Linked DNA regions of Mus musculus: regions 1 and 3 are each linked to region 2. Evidence: chromatin contacts called from public HiChIP or PLAC-seq and promoter capture Hi-C data. All regions are on one chromosome and are shown on one strand. The core of a region is the stretch at or near the end of the contact, and the rest is flanking DNA. Distances in the headings are between cores, read along the strand shown. Region 1 holds the start of 2810459M11Rik (RIKEN cDNA 2810459M11 gene). Region 2 holds the start of Cab39 (calcium binding protein 39). Region 3 holds the start of Spata3 (spermatogenesis associated 3).

Evidence for each region. HiChIP or PLAC-seq counts read pairs in DNA pulled down with a chosen protein or histone mark. Capture Hi-C pulls out chosen DNA fragments and counts their contacts.
Region 1: a contact with region 2 is called in an HNF4G HiChIP or PLAC-seq map of pancreatic cancer cells. The contact joins the promoter of 2810459M11Rik here to the promoter of Cab39 in region 2. A contact is called at or near these places in 6 of 39 promoter capture datasets (HPC-7-derived erythroid cells, cranial neural crest, fetal liver and 3 more), 3 of 484 Hi-C or Micro-C datasets (pro-B cells, rod photoreceptor and stem cell-derived neurons), 7 of 115 datasets of contacts at active chromatin or transcription factors (the SCID.adh cell line, astrocytes, bone marrow-derived macrophages and 4 more) and 3 of 9 other capture datasets (adipose tissue, liver and pancreatic islet).
Region 3: a promoter capture Hi-C map of liver shows a contact between it and region 2. The contact joins the promoter of Spata3 here to the promoter of Cab39 in region 2. A contact is called at or near these places in 3 of 484 Hi-C or Micro-C datasets (all in embryonic stem cells), 8 of 115 datasets of contacts at active chromatin or transcription factors (astrocytes, craniofacial prominence, embryonic stem cells and 2 more) and 4 of 9 other capture datasets (adipose tissue, embryonic stem cells, liver and 1 more).

The regions. Positions count from the first base shown.
Region 1 is chr1:86,044,586-86,047,285 of GRCm38.p6, reverse strand. It overlaps 2810459M11Rik (RIKEN cDNA 2810459M11 gene), which reads right to left and starts at 1,423. Exons shown (of 3, transcript NM_001144993.1): 1 at 714-1,423. The coding sequence starts at 1,323.
Region 2 is chr1:85,792,125-85,794,887 of GRCm38.p6, reverse strand. Cab39 (calcium binding protein 39) reads right to left here and starts at 1,447. Exons shown (of 9, transcript NM_133781.5): 1 at 1,067-1,447.
Region 3 is chr1:86,020,530-86,023,229 of GRCm38.p6, reverse strand. Spata3 (spermatogenesis associated 3) reads right to left here and starts at 1,285. Exons shown (of 4, transcript NM_001122732.2): 1 at 881-1,285. The coding sequence starts at 1,181.

The DNA of each region.
Region 1 (2,700 bases), core at 174-2,673, 250 kb before region 2:
TCTTTTTAATCCCAGTACTTTGCAGCAAAACACGCTGCCTTGGGACGTCTGATCCCATGACGGAGCAGTCTCCGACTAAAAGCGCTCACACCATCTCTACACTTTAGAATAGAGCGTGGAAGGAAAACCTGGCGGAAGCAGCCAGCGATCGGTGGCTACCAGGAATAACTGAGGTCGTCACGGTCTCGGTCCCTCACACCCTTCCGGATACGTCCCTGGCACCTATTCTGTGTTTTTGCCAGGAACTTCGATTGCCTTCCTCCCTTCCACACCGAGCCTCCTGTATAGCTCCCCCTCTCCTAAAGCTCTGAGGACAATCCTACCAGGACAAACTTGTCCTAAAGCTACAGTCACCCCGCCCCCCAGACTCAGTTCTTCCCACGCACACCACCCAAATTTTTGCATCTTCTATCCCAGTTTCCAACTCCTACATTGTTGTTGTTTAGAGCAGTTCAACTCTACTTCTTACCCACTTCCCACCAGTTGTACCCTCAGATACCCCACCCCCGATCTCATGTGCAGTCAGGATCTGGCCAGACAGACTCAATTCCATGTCCAGAGCATGTCCACCTTAGGCTGAGAAGCCTTGTGCTGGGGACCTCCCAGCACCGGGCCTCAGTTTACCTCAACAGAGTTGGGTGGCCTAAACGGGTTCAACCGGTCTAAAGGGACGCCTTCCCCAGTGCCCAGCCTGACCCCACACGCAGCCTCACCTGGTCGTCCCGGCCCCGCAGCTTGCAGGGCTCTGCAGGCCGCCTCCTGGACCGCCAGGCTGGAGGCGGGACAGCCGGGACGAAAGGCTGCTGCTTGCACCGGGCCCCCGACCTGGCGGCCGAACACCGTGCGCAGCAGCGTCTCGAGCAGCTGCAGTTCGGGCGCCCTCGCGTCATCCGCACCCGTGTCGGCCACCAGCACTCCGACCAGCGCGGCGCCCTCACACCTCCGGTCGCGCACGTCCCGCAGCATCTCCCGCAGGCGGCGCCGCGACTCCCGGGAGGTCAGCGATCCGACGCGGCACAGCACGAAAACGAGCGGCGAGCGAATGGCTCGCTCCGCCTTCGCCCCCGGAGCCCCGTGCGACTCGGTGGCCGCCGCGGTGCCCGCGCTCTCGGCCTCTGCGCAGCCCGGCTTGCCCGGCGCGGACTCCGGCGGGAACACGGCACCGGCGAAGTCCCTCAGCAGCGCGCGGCTCTGCTCGCGCTCCCACAGCTCGCCCACCAGCAGCACCTGCCCGCGGCCACCCGCCGCCTCCACCAACGCCTGGAAGGGTGGCTCCGCCGGGCTCGCGGGCCGCGGGGCCAGCGCCTCCAGCTCGCTCTCCATGCTGGCCGCCGCCTCCTGCGCCGAGCTGGGAGCTCCGCCGCTGCCTCGGCCGACACGCCCCCGAGGGCCGAGCCGCCCAGACCCCCTGCGCACTCCTGTCCCGCCGCACTGAATTTATCATTCACTCATTCGTTCATTTAGATACCCAGTAACACACTCAGTAGTTTAGGACTACTAAGCATTTAGGACATCTAGAAAGTACAGGCTCTTGTGGGGGACTGAGGATGAGTGGACATTATTAACCTGACTAATGTACCCTCTTAGGGTAAGATGGTTTTGTTTGTTTATGCGTTTTATTTGTTTTATGTGTATGGATATTTTGCTTAAATGCATCTGCACTAGTACCAGCGTCTGATCTCCTGGATCTGGAGTTGTGAATGTTTATAATCAACTACATGGGTACTGGGAACCCAATCCAGGTCCTCTGCAAAAGCAGTCAGTGCTCTTAATCGGTAAACCATCTCTCAGATTTTTTTTTTCTTTCTTTCTCCTGAGACACGATCTCACCATCCTAGCCTAGAATCTGGAGACCCTTTAGCTTCAGTTTAGGATTACAGTCTGTACCACCATTTCTAACTTCTGGAGCTATTTCGGAGTAGTCCTACAGGGTTTGGCGTCAGGGCCTGCTTTTCCAGTGGTGTAAGCTTTGGAGCCCAGTTGGAGCAGAAGAGTGAGTGAGAACGGGAGAGAGATGGGAAGCATAACATCCTAGCTTCAACTCTGTCGCTGTGATAAAAATACCTTAACACCAAACAGTTTAGGGAAGAGAAGAAAGGGCTTATTTTAGCTCACAGTTCCTGGTTGTAGCCATCACTGCAGGGAAGTCACAGAGGCAGGAGCTTCCAGACAGCTGGCCACAACACACCCACACCCATGAGTGAAGAGATAGGAATATTTTTGTACAATCACACCAATGAAGGGTGTCACACCCTTCAGGCTGGGTCTTCCCTCATCAGTTAAGGTGATCAAGATAATCCTGGCCATTCCCAGACCTGCTCACGGGGCAAGCTGACCTAGACTGTCCCCTTTTGAGACTCTCTCCCCAGGTGATTCTGGGTTGTGTTTCCTTGATAATTAGAATTAACCATCACCCAGGGGACCTCCTCTACCACTTCTCTTCAGCCTCCAATACTTCCTCCAAATGGATCAAGATCATCCTTTCCACAAACACTTGTTGCATTTGGGTACCACCTGATGTCATGTGAGGCTGTTGTTCCCCATGGGCCAGAATCTAGAACAAGTCTAGAGCAACCCGTCCCTTGTGACCCCTTCAGAAAAGCCAGTTACATTATGATGCACAATACTAGCAGAGTGATAGCTATGGAGTAGCAATGAGACTAACTTTTTGGTTGGGAGTCACCACAACTTGAGGCCCTG
Region 2 (2,763 bases), core at 198-2,697:
ACAAAAGGTATTTTCCTTGGCTTGGACATAGATTTACTTAAATATCCCGGAAGCTGTCAAAATCGACCTCAAACTGCATTATATTTAGGAAACAATGCTAAGTCCTGACTGTGGCCTTCTCTGCTCGCCTGTCTTTCTCAAGAGCGCCTTTAATATGCCCTAGCATACATTTCCGGCCTCATGAGTCACTGAAAAATGAGTTCTAAGTTTTCCGTGGAAGGTCGTTCAAACAGCTCCTCTACAGCATTCAAAGATCTGACTCCAAATGCCTCTTTAGTCTACCCCACCTATCACGGCACCCGGTGATGGAATTGGCAACATTCGCATGCTCTTTGTACCTTTGTCCTCCAGCTTTGTTGCCCCTCCACGCCCTTCTCCACTGCAACCCCCTTCTCCCGAATCCAATCGAGTCTTCTAGACCCGGTTTAGCACCGCCTCGCCCAGGAAGCCTCCCAGGTTCGTGGGAAGGCGGAAACGATCGACAGGTCCAGTCACCCCGGAGCACCTTTCTAGCAATTGGTAGTTCCTAAACGGAACTTATCTATCCCCCTCCTGCCTGGTATCTTAGCTATTTGTGTACTCGTCTTATCTCTCACATCACCGCGTTAAAGCTCCCCAGGGGAGGGCACCTCCCGGCCGGGTTCACCTCGGAGTCGCTCCGGCACCGGCACGCAGTCGGCGTTTTGGATTGCTCCAACCGAACCCGGGAACGCGCCGAACGCACAATTCCTAGCCAGAAATCAGTTAGGCATTTTCCTGAAAGGTCCCCTACAAAGATAGTGTCAGCGTCCCGCTAACAGTGAGGCTACGCGGAGCCCAGGGCTAGGTGCTCGGAGTCCCCGGAGCGGCGGGAGTGACAGCTGGCCGGGCCAGCTCTACCCCGGTTAGTTGTAGCCCCGGCCGGCAGGCCCCCGGAGCCTAGTACGGGCGAGGACAAGGGCGGCGCCCGGAGCTCCGGCTGCTCCGGGCCGCTCCCGCCGCCGCCACCCGGGAAAATGGAGGCGGGTCGGGCGGAAGCCGGCGGGCGTCCGCGTCGCGAGCAGGGCCGGGCCGGGGGATCACTCACCGGGCTGGGCCGGGCCAGGGAGCTCCCTCTCTGCTTCGTCTCCGTCCCCGTCCTCGGCCGCCGCCGCCTCGGGCTGCTCGCTCGGTCCCCGCGGCGCGGCTCGGACGCTCCGGCCCTCCGTTGTCCTCCGCCCGCAGCTGCTCCGGGCGACGGGCTCCCGCGGCGGCGGCGGCGGCTGCGCGGGCGGACGGTGGCCCAGGGGTTCCTGCTGTGGCCGCCGCGGTGCTGCGCTCGGTAGGGCTGCGGCTGTGGCCGTGAGGTCCCGCACTGCCTTCGCCTCTGAGGTTGTCTCAGCCTTCGCGCGGCTACTGAAGCCCCAGACTCTCTCAGGCCGCGCGGCTCCTGGCGCCCCGCGCCCAGCTCCGGCCTGAGCCCGGCTTTGACGTGCGCACTGCGCAGCCGCCGAAGGCGGGACGTCGGGCGGCGCCGCAACGCCCTCTGCGTACTCGGGCGCCCCCGGACGGCCGGGCGGACTCGGGACGCCTGAGTCGCCGGCAAGTTGAAGAGCTGGGGGCACTGAGAAAAAGCAGAAGGGGAGCTGGAGTCGTCGTCTATGCGCCCCTTACTTGCTAGTTCCTGGAGGAACACAGTCCACTTCCTCAAGTCTTAAAACTTTACATCTGCGGAGGGCTCAAAACTGTTCAAATGGGTTCTTTCATGCTTGGGCAGAACCTGTAACTTCACTTTGGCATCTCCTGACAGGGGAAAAAAAGTGATGAAATATTCCAAAGAAACAAGATCCAACAAGGGTACATATCCTACTTTTTCCAAAGTGGATTTTAGTGGTGCATGCCTGTAATCCCAACACTGGGAGGTGAACTCAAGAGAATTAGGAGTTCAAGGTCATCCTAGACTTCACAGGTTTAGGTCAGCCCGGGCTGTGTGAAAAACTCTGCCTATAGATAGATAGGGAAGCAAGTTCCATGAAGAAAGAAAGAAAGAAAGAGAGAGAGAGAGAGAGAGAGAGAGAGAGAGAGAGAGAGAGAGAGAGAGAGAGAGAGAGAGAGAGAGAGAGAGAGAGAGAGAGAGAGAGAGAGAGAGAAACAAGTGCCATGAACACACACCCAGAGGAATAAAATAATGCATTACAGAGATCTAATGACAGAGTCTGGAACTCAAAAATGCTACATGTGTGCTCCTTTGCTATATGCTTAACAATGGGACAGGATTTTGGACAGCTACAGTGTGCTAAGGAAGTGGTTTCCTGAAGGAAGCAAGGCGATGTGAGCCTCCTGTGAGAACTTCAATACTTGAGAGAAGCAAGCTATCCATAGGATTTGGAGCAGGAAAGGGCCAGGCTTTGGCGTTTTAAAAAGGTCGTGATCAGAGGCAGGCGAATTTCTGAGTTTGAGGCCAGCCTGGTCTACACAGTGAGTTCCAGGACAGCCAAGGCTACACAGAGAAACCCTGTCTCAAAAAAAAAAAGTCGTAATCACTGTTACTGCGATATGAAGATCAGAGTGAAGGGCCGGAGGAATTCCACAAATACAGTAGACGGGGGTTGCTGACACCCTATAGTAGGGCTCGGGGGTATAGCTCAGGCTATACTATAATTATGGTAGATTCTGGATTCAGTCGTGGGTAGTTTGTATGCACACAAAGAAAGCTGAGACAAAGATGAGGGAGATAGAGAAGATAACACGTATGAAGTATCCATAACAATAGAGAAGATCACTCAGACATGGGCTCAAGCCGAT
Region 3 (2,700 bases), core at 36-2,535, 230 kb before region 2:
ACTGTTTTTACATTTTTGGTTTGCTTTATACATTGCGCAGACCCTTTTCTAGTATCTTCTGTGGGAAGGGATGACAAGCAGAAATATAGGATGCCTATTTGGAACAGATACTAAGGATTATAACATTATTTGTGGCTTATCTGAAGTTAGGAGTTAGTCAGGAGTCCTATATTTTGATCTAGCCATCCTCTCTGTAGTCCAAGGTCAGATCTCTTAGGGTAACATGGAAAGACAAAACAAAACTCCTATCTTCCATCTGACAAACAGAAACCCCCAATTCTCTCAAAGGCTGTACCATAGTCATCTACCTCCATCACCCTGTACTATCTTCTTTGGAGTGGTCTGGCCTCTCGAATAACCAATAAAAGGTAGCCAGAAGGCATATCACTGCTTCCTTTCTTTTAGTCTATATTTGCTTTTAATTTCTGAATGGATACTAACTGACTCCTAATGAGAGGGTCTCCCCCCATGGAGCCGTAAATGTTAGTATGTATCCATGGCTGTTTGCAGCGAGACCTGAGATGCTACAGAAGGACATAGCCTAGGGATTCTACTCTCTCATAAAAATCATCCTCTTGGCCGGGCGTGGTGGCACATGCCTTTAATCCCAGGACTTGGAAGACAGAGGCAGGCGGATTTCTGAGTTCGAGGCCAGCCTGGTCTACAAAGTGATTTCCAGGGCAGCTAGGGCTACACAGAGAAACCCTGTCTTGAAAAACCTAAGGGGGAAAAAAATCATCCCCTCCACAGCTTATAAACTTAGCCCCGGGCAGCATGCTGACTATACACCACCACCACCAGACTGGAGCCCACCTCTGGTAGCTCTGGGACTCTATCAGCAAGAAGGCTAGAACTGCCTTAAAGCAGGAAGTCCGCCCACCTGCTTTCCTGCTTGGAAGAATTGGTTTAGGTTCCATGGGTACCAGGAACGGAGATGAGGCAGGTTTCTCTGGAGGCGGGAGAGGCTGTGGTGTATGCTGTTGCGGTTTAGGCTCAGGGTTAACTTGGTGTGGTGTGGTGGACTCCTGGCAAGGCTGTGGCTTAGATGGTGGCGAGGCGGGCTCTGGACATGACGGCGGGGTTTCTGAGCTGGGCTGCTGTGAGGAATCGGAGCTAGTCTGCGGTGAAATGGAATTCCTGCGGCGCCTGGAATCAGACTTTTTCTTTTTGACCTTCTTCATGGTGATCCTTCTAGAGTAACACCGTGGAGCTACATGGAGCTGTGAATTTCCTGGCTCCCTCCCTAGGTAGGCAGTCTCCCCTGTGGGTATGTCTCTGATCTTTGACCACAGCAAGGTCCCACAGACAAGAGTCACCCATACCTCCTGTGAGGTCACAAAAGCCAGGCTGGCCCCTGTGGCTAGGGCTCTGGCACCGGTTTCCTCTCCCAGGGCTTCCTGCTTGAACCGGCAGGAGGCAGCAGCTGCCTTGTTCCTCCATGGTCTAATTAAGACAGTCTTTGGGCCTAAGAGAACTGGATCCATGATTATGTGACCAGAGCCTCAGGCACCTTTCGGCTGCACGTTCCAGGGTCCGTGAGAGCTACTTTTTATTCGAAGACATCCTGAATAGGAAGGATTCTCAGCTCCGTTGCTGGTTTCTACGTGTCTATCCCCAAACACAAACATTATGGTTAACATTTAGGGAACTTTCCTGAAGATTTGACTTCCTTTTTTAGCATTTTACCTCCCACAACCCACTGCCTTCTGTCATCTCTGAATATATGTGAACACGAGTGCTTGCTTGTATGAGTGTGTGTGTATGTCTAAACTTTTATAAGAATCCTCGAATTTGGCCAATTCTACCTTAAGCCAGTTCTCAGAAAACGAAAAATTTCTCAAATTCATTTCATTGGTATTACCTCCCAAAACACTGGTTAGGTCAAACAAACTATGAATCTCTTAACAATTTAACTTCCATTTTAGGGTGGAAGAGTGAAAAGTGTTTTGAAAAGATAGCCTGTCACACATCACAATAGAAAAGTGCGTTCCCAGAAAGAACTTCCTCCATGAAGTAGGTAAGCTGCGTGGGTAAAGTACACCTGCCCTACTCAGACACCAGAAGCTGGGGAAGGGGTGAGGATGCAGTAAGGAGGGTGGAGGGAGAGCGAGTGAGCCAGAAAGGTCCTAGACAAGCTACACACAAAGGCTAGACCAGATGTCAACAGTGAAGTGAGAGAATCTATTTTCAGGCTTCTAGAGCCAGCAAAGACTTTGCTGACTATTATTATTATTATTACATTATTGTCATCACTATTATTATTATCCCAAAAAGGATATTGATGTTCAGAGAAATTCAGTTATATAAGTACCTCCCAAACTAAATCCCCATTTCTAGTTGATTGGTGACACACTCAAGATTAAGTTCTAAAGGGTTATTTTTCTTTATGACCCCAGTAGGCAATGGGGAGTCAGATTATACAGACTTTGAAATTAAAGAATTGGAAAAAAATTAAGTTTCTTGCATGAGAAGATTAGAGAAAGATATGGGTTGGGAGTGCAGCTTAGATCAGTATGGCTCAGGCTGTGTCTGGTTGGTTTGGAGCAAGGCGGTTCAGTGGGTAGGTGAATCTACAAGAAGCTGGCAGTTTCTGAGGTCAAAGATCTATGGGCCATTTGAAGGGATGACATTCAGAATCAGGCTGGAACCTTTTCAGTGACTGCTAGACTTTGACTGATGAGCATAACCTGATTGAAATCA